Linked DNA regions of Zea mays: all the other regions are linked to region 3. A link is a contact called in public Hi-C data. All regions are on one chromosome and are shown on one strand. The core of a region is the stretch at or near the end of the contact, and the rest is flanking DNA. Distances in the headings are between cores, read along the strand shown.

Evidence for each region. Hi-C and Micro-C count contacts between places; a contact is called where the count stands out from the background.
Region 1: a contact with region 3 is called in a Hi-C map of ear, with 2.7 times the contacts expected there. The contact joins the promoter of LOC100193605 here to the promoter of LOC100275401 in region 3. A contact is called at or near these places in 3 of 25 Hi-C or Micro-C datasets (ear, leaf and tassel).
Region 2: a contact with region 3 is called in a Hi-C map of bundle sheath, with 3 times the contacts expected there. The contact joins the promoter of LOC100502415 here to the promoter of LOC100275401 in region 3. A contact is called at or near these places in 6 of 25 Hi-C or Micro-C datasets (bundle sheath, ear, leaf and 2 more).

What each region holds. Positions count from the first base shown.
Region 1 is chr7:126,542,434-126,546,843 of Zm-B73-REFERENCE-NAM-5.0, forward strand. It overlaps LOC100193605, which reads left to right and starts at 1,264. Exons shown (of 11, transcript NM_001138708.1): 1 at 1,264-1,375; 2 at 1,462-1,553; 3 at 2,151-2,257; 4 at 2,668-2,773; 5 at 3,022-3,144; 6 at 3,270-3,361; 7 at 3,639-3,723; 8 at 3,821-3,926; 9 at 4,019-4,085. The coding sequence starts at 1,320.
Region 2 is chr7:126,369,484-126,373,539 of Zm-B73-REFERENCE-NAM-5.0, forward strand. It overlaps LOC100502415, which reads left to right and starts at 2,499. Exons shown (of 14, transcript NM_001365550.1): 1 at 2,499-3,534; 2 at 3,678-3,837; 3 at 4,024-4,056. The coding sequence starts at 2,826.
Region 3 is chr7:125,788,968-125,793,151 of Zm-B73-REFERENCE-NAM-5.0, forward strand. It overlaps LOC100275401, which reads left to right and starts at 1,808. Exons shown (of 10, transcript NM_001350153.2): 1 at 1,808-2,278; 2 at 2,413-2,616; 3 at 2,732-2,789; 4 at 2,968-3,030. The coding sequence starts at 1,902. LOC103632806 reads left to right here. Exons shown (of 12, transcript XM_008654538.3): 12 at 81-817.

The DNA of each region.
Region 1 (4,410 bases), core at 14-2,513, 750 kb after region 3:
GTGCAAAATTGAACTATCCAGCGACAACTAAAAAGAAATGAAGGGAGTATACGACACTGGTCACTTTTTTCTCTCTCAAAAAATCATACTATTATACACGCGTATTCATCTTTATGAACCGTCTGCGTAAACATACACAACATACTCTATATTAATTAAGAGGTGAGCTAATAGTTAGTTAGTAAAAATTGCTAGTTGAATTAGTTAGCTAACAAATATCTACCTTATTATTAGCTAATTTACTAAAAACAAATATATTGTTTGGATATTTTCAACTAATTTTAGCGGCTGACTATTAGCTCCAATTTAAGCAGCTTCGGAAAACTAAGAACAGACTAATAAATTCCGAGACTGATAGAATTGATACAGACATGTCGCGGTCACTCTTGATTCGATGGTTGCTGAAAATGTTATGTTACGTAGTAGTATTGCTCTTGTGGTCTTCAGAATCAAGCTAGTTTTTTCTCCCCAAGTACATCGAGTCAGCGACAGAACTGTTGCGCTACAAGGAGCGTACCCCACTTACATATAGAGCTAAATCCTTTTGGTTTCAAAATAAATGACCTAAACCGCGTTTCGTATTTGTTGGTCTATGTTTTTACGAGTAGTAATAATCATAATCCGAAGTTGATTGCCCCCACGAGGAGATGTGGGGCTTGAATGCTTGATAAAAAAAATCTCCGGTCTCCGCCGTCCATGTCTCCCCGTGGCCCGTTGTTCTCTGAGGGCAGGCCCGCGCCACAGCGGGACTGATGCGCACGCCACGCGTTAGGTCGGCACGACTGCACGAGCACGCGGCCGCTAAACCGACGTGGCTCGGGCCAGCCACGCGGCCTCAGGCGAGTGGGCTGGGCTCGTTGTTCGGACTCTCACTTCCTGTGTGCTCTCGTCGCCTCCGATCGAATCGTGTCGGGCGGGCTCGTGCCCGATCTTGTCTGGTCCTGTCTTGGCTCCCCGCCAGGAATAGCGCACCGAGATCCCTTGCGCGCACGGACCAGCAGATCGCGCGCGGGAGTGAGAGGGCGACAGGGCGTGGCCGCGAGGTGGGCATGGGATCGGAGGGACGGGTCTGGAATGGCGCGGGCGTGGCCGCCGGCAGCGGCTATGGCGGCAGCGTCGAGGCGAAAGCGACCACCGCGGCGCCCGCGGACGTTCCCACGTCGGCGGCCTCCGTCGACATCTCGCTGCCGCTCCCGGAGATGTCGCCTCACATCATGCAAGTACCCCCCCCTACTCTCCTATCTCTCTTCGATCCTCTTGCTTCCGCTCGCACCTCGGGCTGGTCTCGTGCCGCTGTGCGCCTGTCAGCAGCTCGTGTCATGTTCGAGCATTCGCGAGCGCGCGGGGCGTCGTACCCGTGCCCGCGAACCAGCCGGTAAATGCCTCCGCGTCTGCGGGTGACAGGAATGTGCTGATGCACGGAAAGTCTCTCTGATTTGGGGATTGCTGGTGCCTTTTCAGAGGTCTCTGCAAGGAGTTGGTCAAAGGGTGGTCGTCGATTGACAGCTCGCGCTTCTCCATCGAGACCGTGTCTGGGGGCATCACCAATCTATGTGAGTTGCTGCTCCCCTGACACTGGCATGGCTTGTACCGCCATCAGATTCCTCACCTTTTCGCCTGAGCAGCATGATGACTGTAGTAGATGAATAATGCATGCATACTAGTTAGTTGCTTCGAATGTTGCACATCGTTGATGAATTCGTGCCGGCACCACTGCTCAGTTTCGTTCCTCTGCAGCAGTGAAAACGTCTCACCCTCGCCCGTTTGCTGAACAAGTGGTGCTGAACTAGGGTACAGATAGATTTAAAGATCCTCTTTTTTTTTTCCGCTGTAACGACTGCGTGCTTCCGCTTCCTGCTGCTATTCTTCCCATTTGCTGATGAAGCAGCAGAACCCAATGCTTTTTACAAACTTTGGGCGATTAGATACTTCAGGGTGCTGTACAATAAGTATTTCCTTTGGCCTGCACCATTTCTGCTGTCATTGTCACCATTTCTGCTTTACAAATTAATAAGAGCCTACTGCATCTGTATGTGCACCTAATTCACCCATAGGGATGATTCGGATGAACAATGATCCGTTGATTCATGTGTGCAGCGATAATTTCTTTCAGTTTGTCGTTCATGATATGTATTTGTTATTACCTACAGTGCTCAAGGTTTCTGTCAAAGGAAACAATGGCAATGATTCTTCTGTTACTGTTCGGTTGTATGGACCAAATACAGACTTGGTGATTGATCGGAAAAGGGAATTGCAGGTGAGAATCTGAGTGGTATTTATATGCTTTCCATAGAAGCAGTTTTTTTGCCTTTGGGAGTGGTACAAGATTGTGTGTTACCTATAGTATTCCACAATGACTCTAGGCTTCTTGCATTACCCCTTGTGTTAGTCATATTTTTCTAGTGGCACGTTTTCAATTCTTCTAGACACATAATAGTAATGCTTTTGTATTAGCATCTGTTCTACCAAATGCATTGCCTTTTGTTTCATATCTGTACCTTTTCCCTGATGAATGGATTTCATTTCGTTCTATGGAAAATGCTAACATAGAATGATAATTTTAAGGGTCCCTAGACTGTACACGTAGTATAATGTACCCATAAAATTAAATCTCATTTCGATTCTAAAATATTTCCTAATGCATACATCTACTACCGTCATGGTTAGGCGATACCGTATCTCTCAGCTGCAGGGTTCGGGGCTCGGCTGCTTGGAATGTTTGAAAATGGAGTAGTTCAGTCATTCATCTATGCTCGAACACTGTCACCTGCAGGTAGGCATACTTCCTGTCTGAACAACGTATCGGGTGTGGGGTCCTAATCAACTTAGTGCGATAGTTTCTCTATTCTCTTTTGTAGTTTTAGGTACAATTTCAAATGCGACTTCAAACAGATTGTGTTTTTTTCCCTTTCTCTATAGTCAGCATTATCCATGATTTGGTATGTCAATTTGAAGCCTTGGATGTTTGGAGGTTTTATGAAATGCTTCTGAAAATAAATCTACTGATCCTTTGTTTTGTAGACATGAAAGAACCTAAAATAGCAGCTGAAATTGCCAAGGAGCTACGCAAATTTCATCAAGTAGATATACCAGGGTCTAAAGAACCACAATTGTGGAATGATATATTCAAGTTTTTGAAGAAAGGTAGGTGACTTATGTTGCTCGTTTGAGACTGTTGCTTTCATGTCAATGGTATCTCAAACATGACACTTTTCTTGGCGCAAGTAACATACATAATATTTATATGTGCTGTCAAATGCACCTTGCAGCTGCAGCATTGAAGTTTGAGGATAACGAGCAGCAAAAGAGATATGTAAAGATCTCATTTACAGAAATACAAGATGAAGTTAAAGAACTTAAGGTACCTTGAACTTGACAATGTACCTTCTGATATTTCGGGCCCATTTTGCTTCTTAAAGTGATATTTCCTTTTTTTTGTTTGGGCACAAATAGTAGTTGATCCTTCTCTGGTATAGTGGGAACATCCGTCTAGCATAGTTATGAAGCAAAATATTGGTTGTGATGGTGATGGGTTTAGGCCCATACTAGGGAACTGAAACTGAAGATAACAGTTACTCCTGCCAATTTCCTACTATCTGTACTTTGTATTTCTTCATCAATGTCCATGCACCTTGTAGGATCTCTTGGACATTCTGCATGCACCTGTGGTTTATGCACACAATGACTTGCTTTCAGGAAATCTGATGCTCAATGATTTGGAAGGTAAAATATTTTCCTTTGTATCAGTTTCCCCTTTTTTATTATTACTCATTTGCAAAACTAACCATAGTGGCGGTGTGCCCGTTGTTTCTTCTGTCAGGGAAGCTATATTTTATTGATTTTGAGTATGGGTCATACAGCTACCGTGGGTATGACATTGCAAATCATTTCAATGAGTATGCAGGATTTGACTGTGACTTTAATTTGTAAGTTCTCTCCATGTCATTGAAATACTCCAAAGCAATATATATCGTTGTCATGTTTTTAGTCAGCAGTATTCATTTGATTGTGTCTTTAGGTACCCAGATAAAGATGCCCAGTATCACTTCTTCAGGAATTATCTGCATCCTGATAGACCTAGTGAGGTATGTGAAACAAAACCAATAGAAATCTATTCTTGGAATTCAAGTTCTTTCTGGAGTAAATGAAGTTTTCTGTTAGTACCTACTCTATGTAATATATATTTGACGTTATGAAGTTAGTAATGGCAACGACTGCTATGCAAACAGTGCTTCTGTGCAAGCGTGCAAGCAAACCATCTGATTTATTAGATTACGATCCAACCACACCAACCACAGATACAACCATGGTTTGTTAGGGGTTTTTTTTTATAAAGATTATTGAGCTGGTGGTGGAAGGATTTAAGTGTTAAATGTGACTTGCGGTTGGATCACGATCTAATGGATCAGA
Region 2 (4,056 bases), core at 1,249-3,748, 580 kb after region 3:
AGGAAAGGTGTAAGCCTATTTCCCTTTCACTTGGAGTCATATCGGGCCCATGCCCAAGTCGTGTCACAGTGTTAGAGATGTCATTTCTTAGGTGGTTGCCATACCTACTCCAGGGCATGTATGATATATCTCAACACTAGGCACTAGGGGCCATGCCACCTAGTACGATGTACTTGGTAGCCAGTGTAGCCTTTTGCACTTGATAATACTTCATAGTATACTTCATGAGTGCATGTGTGGCTACATGATTGATGCACATACCACATAGTGATCTTAAGCACCCTATAGCTAAGTCATGGTAACAACACACTTGCCAATCATATAATGACACGCATCACACATTTAATATGTTGTACCTAAGATTTATTTGTTAAGCTAATGCTATGGACATGTCTTTAGGTATTAAGATGTGGGGTCCCTTCGTGAGGTCATACTACCCCTAGTGGAACCAATAACATCCTATTATCTTATGATTGGGTTATAGTTAGGCACAATGAGTCCCTTGTTCCCATGGGGCTTTAGACCTTGAAGGGTTTGGGGCTTGGTCGCTTTAGTGATTTGCTCCAAAAGACGAATCTACATGCTCACGAGAAATCTACATAAACTATTTGGTAGGGATGATCCTCAAAGGTCCTTACACGTATCCGTCCAACCAAAATAAACCCAAACTATTGGAACACTAAATCCATCAAAAGGGTGAAGACAGTGAATTAGAAAGAGAAAAAAATCCAAACACAAGTAAGAACTCAAATTAAAAATTTCAAAGAAATGATTAATTTATTTTTGAAGATCAACCAAGTCTGATTCTTACATGGGAAAGATAACACAATAGAGTACTCACTCCATATTGCAGATCTCAATAGCTAAAACCGGATGAAAGATTAAAACTCATACAACTAGGACCTAGGCTAGGAATGACTCGAGATATAAAATTGAAGAGATGGCTAGTTGGACAACCTCATGTCTTATTTTTAGAGCTATTACACATCCCAACGTGCATCCAGTGGTCATGGGCTCTTCACGACTTTGCTTTGCCTTGACGCAAGGTTCACGATGATGCCATATACCTCCTCATGTTTCCACCAAAATTTTAATCAGGTTTTGAGACCAAAAACCAAGAAATTGTTTGCTCGATGATTTTGAGGCCCAAACCACTATACGCCTCATGAGTAGCATACATGATACACTCAGTTCATGATCTCGACACGTGTCACCGACAGCCCATGATTGCCTAATCACCAAGTCATATAATGTATTTGCTTGACTTGGTTAACATGATATGTTCCTCCATCTACCTTTTGCACTTGTTGATTCACTAGGTGTCAACCATCACGCTCATTGCTTCGGTTTCTCCAATTCCTCAATTGAAGTCTGAGCGTCCGTCCTCCACCACTCTAGTCCATCAGCATGAACTCACTTAACCTCATCTATGTGCTTCACACCTACACATCACGAGTCAAGAGTTGTATTGTACAACATTATACTCACTACATGAGGTTAGTCAACACTAAACTAAAACCAATCATCGATAATCAGTTATTGTACTTAAATACCATGGGTAAATATCAACTACATATTTATATTTTTATATTCAGTTATTAGTTATATACAATGTAGCTCGTTCAGCAAAGCACAATATTGCTACATGGCACCACACAAAGGTATTAACATTAGATACCTTTGTGTTATATCACTTTTTTGTTACTATTATGCTCAGCAAAGTTTTTTTTATAGTTCCATGCAATACCATGGTATTTAACAAGACTTTGATATTTTATACAGAAAGATGTTTGGTAAATGTTTTAAAAACTATATATTAAAAACCACATTATTATGAATACTATAGTAAAACCATAGTATTGAAAAATTTGGTCTAGACCAATGTCTTTCCTTGTTGCGTGTGAAACTATGGTATTGCAAAATTATGGTATTGAAATATTTTGTTTATGATATAGCATTAAAAAAATTAGTATTGTAAAACTGTGGTATTAAAAAACTTTGCTTCTAAACAGATGCTACATGATATCAGTTTATTTAATGACTATAAAACTATTACGAAACTTTGTAACCTTATTGAGGCTGACCTTAGCAAATCTGTATCTACTCGCACCATAATCCGCCAATCCGAAACGACCCTTCCTTTGCGTGTTTGAAGCTCACCACTCACACCATAAACAGTGGACCATGCTGGATTTTGGTCTGATTTTGCCAACAAGGAACGCGCCGCGCCGCACTGACCACCGCATCTCGCTCGTTTGGAAGCGTCTGTCTGAGGTTCTCCAAATCCACATCAGACCAGCCCACCGACCGCGTCTCCCACGTCCGAACCGAGCACCGCATCGCAAACTCGTGGCGCATGGAGCTTCGTTTTGGGGTGTGCCGCACCCACCCACCCACCCAGCCCAGCCCAGTCACAGCCTTGCCTCCAAAAAGCGCTGCTCGCTTCGGCACTCGTTGATAAAGCGGCTAGCCGAGCGCCGTGGCAGAACCGCGGAACGCAATAGCCAATAGGTAGCGGAGCACCGCACCGCGAAGCAAACGAGAGGGGAAAAAAAAGCACGAGGAGGCCGCGCCCGCGAAGGAATCACTTGCCCGGGCGTGGGCCGCCCACCGGCCACCGCCCAGCCGCTGCCGCAGTGCCGCCCGCCTGCCTGCCTGCCTGGTGCGGTGGTGCCTGCCCACGGGAACGGGATAGCTGGCTGACGGACGCATTGCGGAGCGGACTGGGAGACTACGGGTAAGATAATAAAAGGGCCAGGCGTGGCGGGGCGCAACCACCGCTGTGCCTCGGAGAGGAGGACAGCTCTCGCGCCGCGGCTGCCGCCATGTGGACGCCGTCGCGCGGGAGCAACGCCCGGCGCAGCGGCCACCGCCGCATCGCGGACTACCTGGCGGACGACCAGACCACCACCACAGCCACCGACGCCTCCGACAACGAGTCCTACACTACCGCCTATGGGGAGGAGTTCTTCGCCGCCGCCGCCGCCGGGAGCGGCGGCGCCGGCGGCATGCTGCCGGCATTCCTGGCGGACCAGGGGGACCTGGTGGAGGTCATGCTGGAGCTGGACGAGGAGTCCATGGTGGTGCGCAGCGTCACGCCCACCAGCGCGGCGCTCTACGGCGCCGCCTCCCTCCCGGCGCCGCCGTCCGCGGGGGTCCTCGGGGTGTCGCCGTCGCCGCGCCGCGCGCCTTCGGAGGGCGGCGGCCGCCTGAGCCGGTGCTCGTCGACGTCGTCGCGGATACGGAAGAAGTTCGCGTGGCTCCGGTCGCCGTCGCCCTCCCCGTCCCCGTACCGCCCCACGCCCGCCGAGCTTCAGCGGGAGGCCGCCATGGCGGCGCGCGAGCGGCGGCGGGAGCAGGCGCAGCTCAACCGGTCCCGCGCCGGCGCCAGGCGCGCGCTCAAGGGCCTCCGCTTCATCAGCCGCACCACGGGCTCCGTCGAGGCCGCCGAGCTCTGGCGCCGCGTCGAGGAGCGCTTCAACGACCTCGCCCGCGAAGGGCTGCTCTCCCGCGACGACTTCGGCGAATGCATCGGTACGGCCACACTCGACGCCGCTGCTGCTTCTTGCCTGCAGTTCACATTGTTATCCTCCGCACACGCGAGGAAACAGCTCGATCCTACTGTAATTGCGACGTCCTTATCCGCGATCTTATGGCGCTCCACGCCCAAACTGCAGGAATGGTGGACTCCAAGGAGTTCGCGGTGGGCATCTTCGACGCGCTGGCGCGGCGGCGGCGGCAGAACCTGGAGCGGATCACCAAGGAGGAGCTCTACGACTTCTGGCTCCAGATCTCCGATCAGAGCTTCGACGCGCGGCTCCAGATCTTCTTCGACATGTACTGAGCTAAATTTCACGCGCCCCCATTTCTCTTCCTTTCCCCGGGTCCCAAGTAAAGTAACGTCACAAATCGATCCGTCCCAATTCCCGGTGCGTGCGCACCTGCACTACGCTTTGCGCCCCCGCAGATTCTTGACAGTAAGCTTTCTTCTCCTTCTGGTGCCGTTCTCGGTCCCAAATTCAGGGTGGACACCAACGTGGACGGGAGGATAACGAG
Region 3 (4,184 bases), core at 558-3,057:
CTGTTCTACAGACACGGTTGAAGTTTCATTTTTACCATCCTACAAATTTCTAACTCCTTTTACTATTACTACGAATGCAGGTGGCGGAGGAACAGATGATATGCCTAGGAAGAGGAACTAGTAGATGATAAGAGTTTGCCCCTGATATTAGGCTTCCTCTGAAATGCAGGAATTCTAGAGGAATATACAGGAATTTCACAGGAATCAGTCCATTCTCACAGAAAAAATGCAGGAAACTGAAAAAAAATCCCCGCATTCCAAAGGGGGCATCATCTAGGATTTCTTCATACCGAATTATCGATTGACTTCGACCACATACCGTGCTTTTGTTCATGTCTTTGAACACAGGCACACCCAAATTTCGAGGTAGCAAATTTTGCCCACATACACTGTATATAAAGTAGTTACAGTGCAAGAACAATGCTAACTGATCAGGTGATGTCTCGTCCTCCCCCCGGTTCTATTATTGTTACTGTATAGCTGTAATTAGTCCAAGTGTACAGCTGAATCTACTAAGGTTTACAAGGAAAATCGCCAGGCAGTAAACCTTCAATGCTTTTGGCTAGGTTTTCATTCTGAAAGTCATGTCTTCCGCGTCAGCATAATCCTGTATTCCTGTATAACCTCTGTTCGGACTTCGTAGTGCTCATCTGAGTTCTGATTCGGCCGGGCAACTGTAAATTCTGTAGTGTTCGAGAAAAAACTGTAAATTCTGTAATATTGCCAAGAATTATGAATTTACATGAACTTTACAGGTATAAGGTATTTGCTTTAATTTTTATCTGCAATTATACAATAATAATTGCTTATTTTTTTATTTGAGAGCTGCTCTACAAAGGTTTTGACACGGATTTTTTCGCAAGCCGGCAGTTGCGTCAATGCGTGGGCATGCAGCCAGCAATCGCACGGCCACTTGGACGGGCCAAAACTCTCTGGCCCACAGCTAGGGCGTGGTGGGACGTATACATGTACACGTGGGCCAGCCTGGCACGGCACATGTCAACAAAAGTACGGTCCACAAAGGCACGGTCCACAAAAGCACATATTTAATTATGGATCGTGCCGTACCAGCACGTGTGCCCAATCATCGGCCCACATCATGATCCACAATTAGTTATATGTACCAGACCGGCCGAAATAGCCTAAAATGTCTTAATGTGCCAGACTGGTCCCATATACATAGAATAGCAATAGATAAACAAAAAGTATAGAATATATGACCCAAATAAAACTAAGATGTTTTGTGGATGCACATTAAAAACCTTTGGTTAGAAAGAAAAAATATTACAAATAGCTTAGAAATAATATTTAGTTCTCTGTTCAGTGTTTTATTGAGTACTATACAGCCATACAGAATACATATACAATAATCATCATCACTATTCACTATCCCCATCTAGGTATTGGTTCTCGAAGGCCTATTGAAGCTCTAGATTCTCCAAGTTGTGCTGGTCATGTGAGTTTTGATGGACCTTAGTTAAATACTGAGTCTATATTTAGTGGGTCTCGATGTGCCTTAGTTAAATGGGTCGTGCCAGGCTGGCCCATGGGCTTGACTTGAGGCCCAGACACGGCCCACATATTGGGCCGTGCCGGCTCAGGCCTACAATGAGGTTGGGCCGTGCCAGATCTGGGTCGTGACAAAAATTATGTGCTTTTCGGCTCAGACTTACAATTAAGTTGGACCATGCCAAATCTGAGTCGTGCCAAAAATTATGTGCTTTGGGCCGACAGGCACAGGACAAGACGGACGGCCACAAACTCCAGGCAGAAAGTCAGAAACCAAGAAACGCCCGGCCACGACGCAGGCCTCGTGGCCAAATCGTCAGCTCGTGTTCGATTGTTTGTTTCAGTTGCCCGCCTCACTTCACCGGCTCACCGTGCTTCACCTGCTATCTTCCATGGCGGCGGCTCACCTCTTCTGCTCCGCACCGGCCGCCTATCGCGCCGCGAACCCACGGCCCCTTGCTACCCGTGGCCGCGCCAACCCCGCCACGGGAACGTATCTGGTGCTCAAAGGGGTATGGTGCTCATGTGCACATTTCCCCCGGGCCACACCATCGAGAAGATTCTTCCCCTGCCGCGCGTCGCTCAGCCCCGATGGATCGCTGGCCATGCTCGGGGCTCCCAGTCCCAGGATGGCGCCACCGATGAGGAAGCCGTACATGCGGGAGCACTCTTGCCTCATCTTCCCGCCCCCGCGCGGTCGACGCCCGCTGGCGGTCATCAAGTTCCTCGGCGGCGCCTTCATCGGCGCCGTCCCCGAGGTCACCTACGGGTAACTTTGTTAGCGCGTGAGTTCCATTCCGTTCCGGCGGTCGGCTACAATGGGTTTCATTCGGTTCCGTTGGACCCGCACTGGTGACTGGTGCGCTTGGCTCATCGCGCGGTTGGTTGCTCACTTGCTCGCAGCTACCTGCTGGAGCTCCTGGCGCTGGAGGGCTTTGTGGTCGTGTGCGTACCATACAACGTCACCTTCGACCACGAGGCCGCCGCGCGGGAGGTATTCCAGAGTTTCCATGCCTGCTACGACGCGCTGCTCGCGTCGGGGCTCCCGGAGGCCGGCCTCAGCGCCCTGGACATCGCGGAGCTCCCGCTCTACTCTGTTGGCCACAGGTGATTTCATCGAGGGCTGTCGCACGCTACTTGTTCGATGATTTGACTCGGAGGAAGCCTCGAGCTCTGGTTTGTTGATGTGTTCATTTAATTGTTCTGTTGTCATGGTTTGCAGCAACGGGGCACTGCTTCAGCTGCTAGTGGGAAGCTACTTCTCAGAAAGGATACCAGAGGTCCGCTGATGTTTTGTTGATGAAAAATCTGTCTGCAAAGTTTCAGTTTGTTTTAATGTTTCAGTATAATGAATCAAAAAAGAAGCTTTGTATTATTTAAAATTTCATATAATCTCATATAATAATTCTGATCGCCAAGTGCTTTTGATCTTATTTCTATGTTGGGTTCTCGTTTTAGGCTAATGCCATTGTCTCATTCAACAATAGGCCGGCATCGGAGGCTGTGCCTTACTTTGAACAGGTATTTAGTCTGGGCTTCATTACCTTATGCTTAATGGGTGTGCATTTTTCTGTTTCACATTAATGTTTCCCTGCATAAGAGTAGCAAGTTGCAGATGCTGATTAGCAAGCGTAGAAATGAGTACACTTATATATGGAACAGGAGAGGAATTGATACTGAACTTCTAATTAACTTTTGACTAGACCAAAACTCGACCTAAAATTAGTTTGTTGGGATACAAGTTGTGGTTCAACTCTTCTTGCTAGTTAGTACTGTAGGCTAACTGAGTGCCAGTCTGTGGTTGTGTTTGTGTGAGTAGTGAACAGTTGAGTATCTAAAATTTGATGCCCTTCTTTTTCTCTCAAACGTGTAGGAGGACATCACATCATTGCATTAAGAAGAGAGAGAGAGAGGTCCAAACAAAAAACAACCAATAAAAACACATGGCACTCATCCAAACTACACAAACACTAACATCAAGTTTTCAAACGCGTTACAGTAACATTGTAATCAATCCAACAACAGAGCGCACCAAGCCCCTAACACCACCGAAAGTGCCCAGGCGCCCCTGCATCTCTCGATAGCTGAAATTTCTCCATTGAGCACACAATTGTTCCTGAAAAACCTCCTCAGAACTTTTGGAGTGGCTTCTGGTCTGGTGACAAATATAAGAGTTCCATTACCCCAGTTAGATGTGAGGCACATGAAATTGAGGTTGTCCAGCAGGTTCTACCTTGTGATGTGGTTCAGTTTCCTTGCAAATATTTGGGTATGTCGCTGTCCATCAGGAAGCTCTCCAAATTTGTCTTATTCTTTCTACTAGACAAAATTGCAGACTGTCTTCCGGGTTGGAAAGCTGCCCTCATCCACCCTGCAGGCAGGGCTACCTTGGTCAAATCAGTTCTTATGGCTATCCCCATCTATCACATCATATCTATCCAGTGCCCCAAGTGGGTGATCAAGGCAATCGATAAAATTAGGCGAGTTTTTTTGTGGAAAGGGAGAAAGGATATAAAAGGAGGCCACTGCTTGGTTGGATGGCAGAGAGTGTGTAGGCCCTATGATCTTGGGGGTCTTGGCATCTACAATATTGAAACATTGGGATGGGCAATTGGGTGTTAAACATGAGATGGTTGTGGTTGCAAAAGACTCAACCAGGTCGTCCTTGGGTAGGT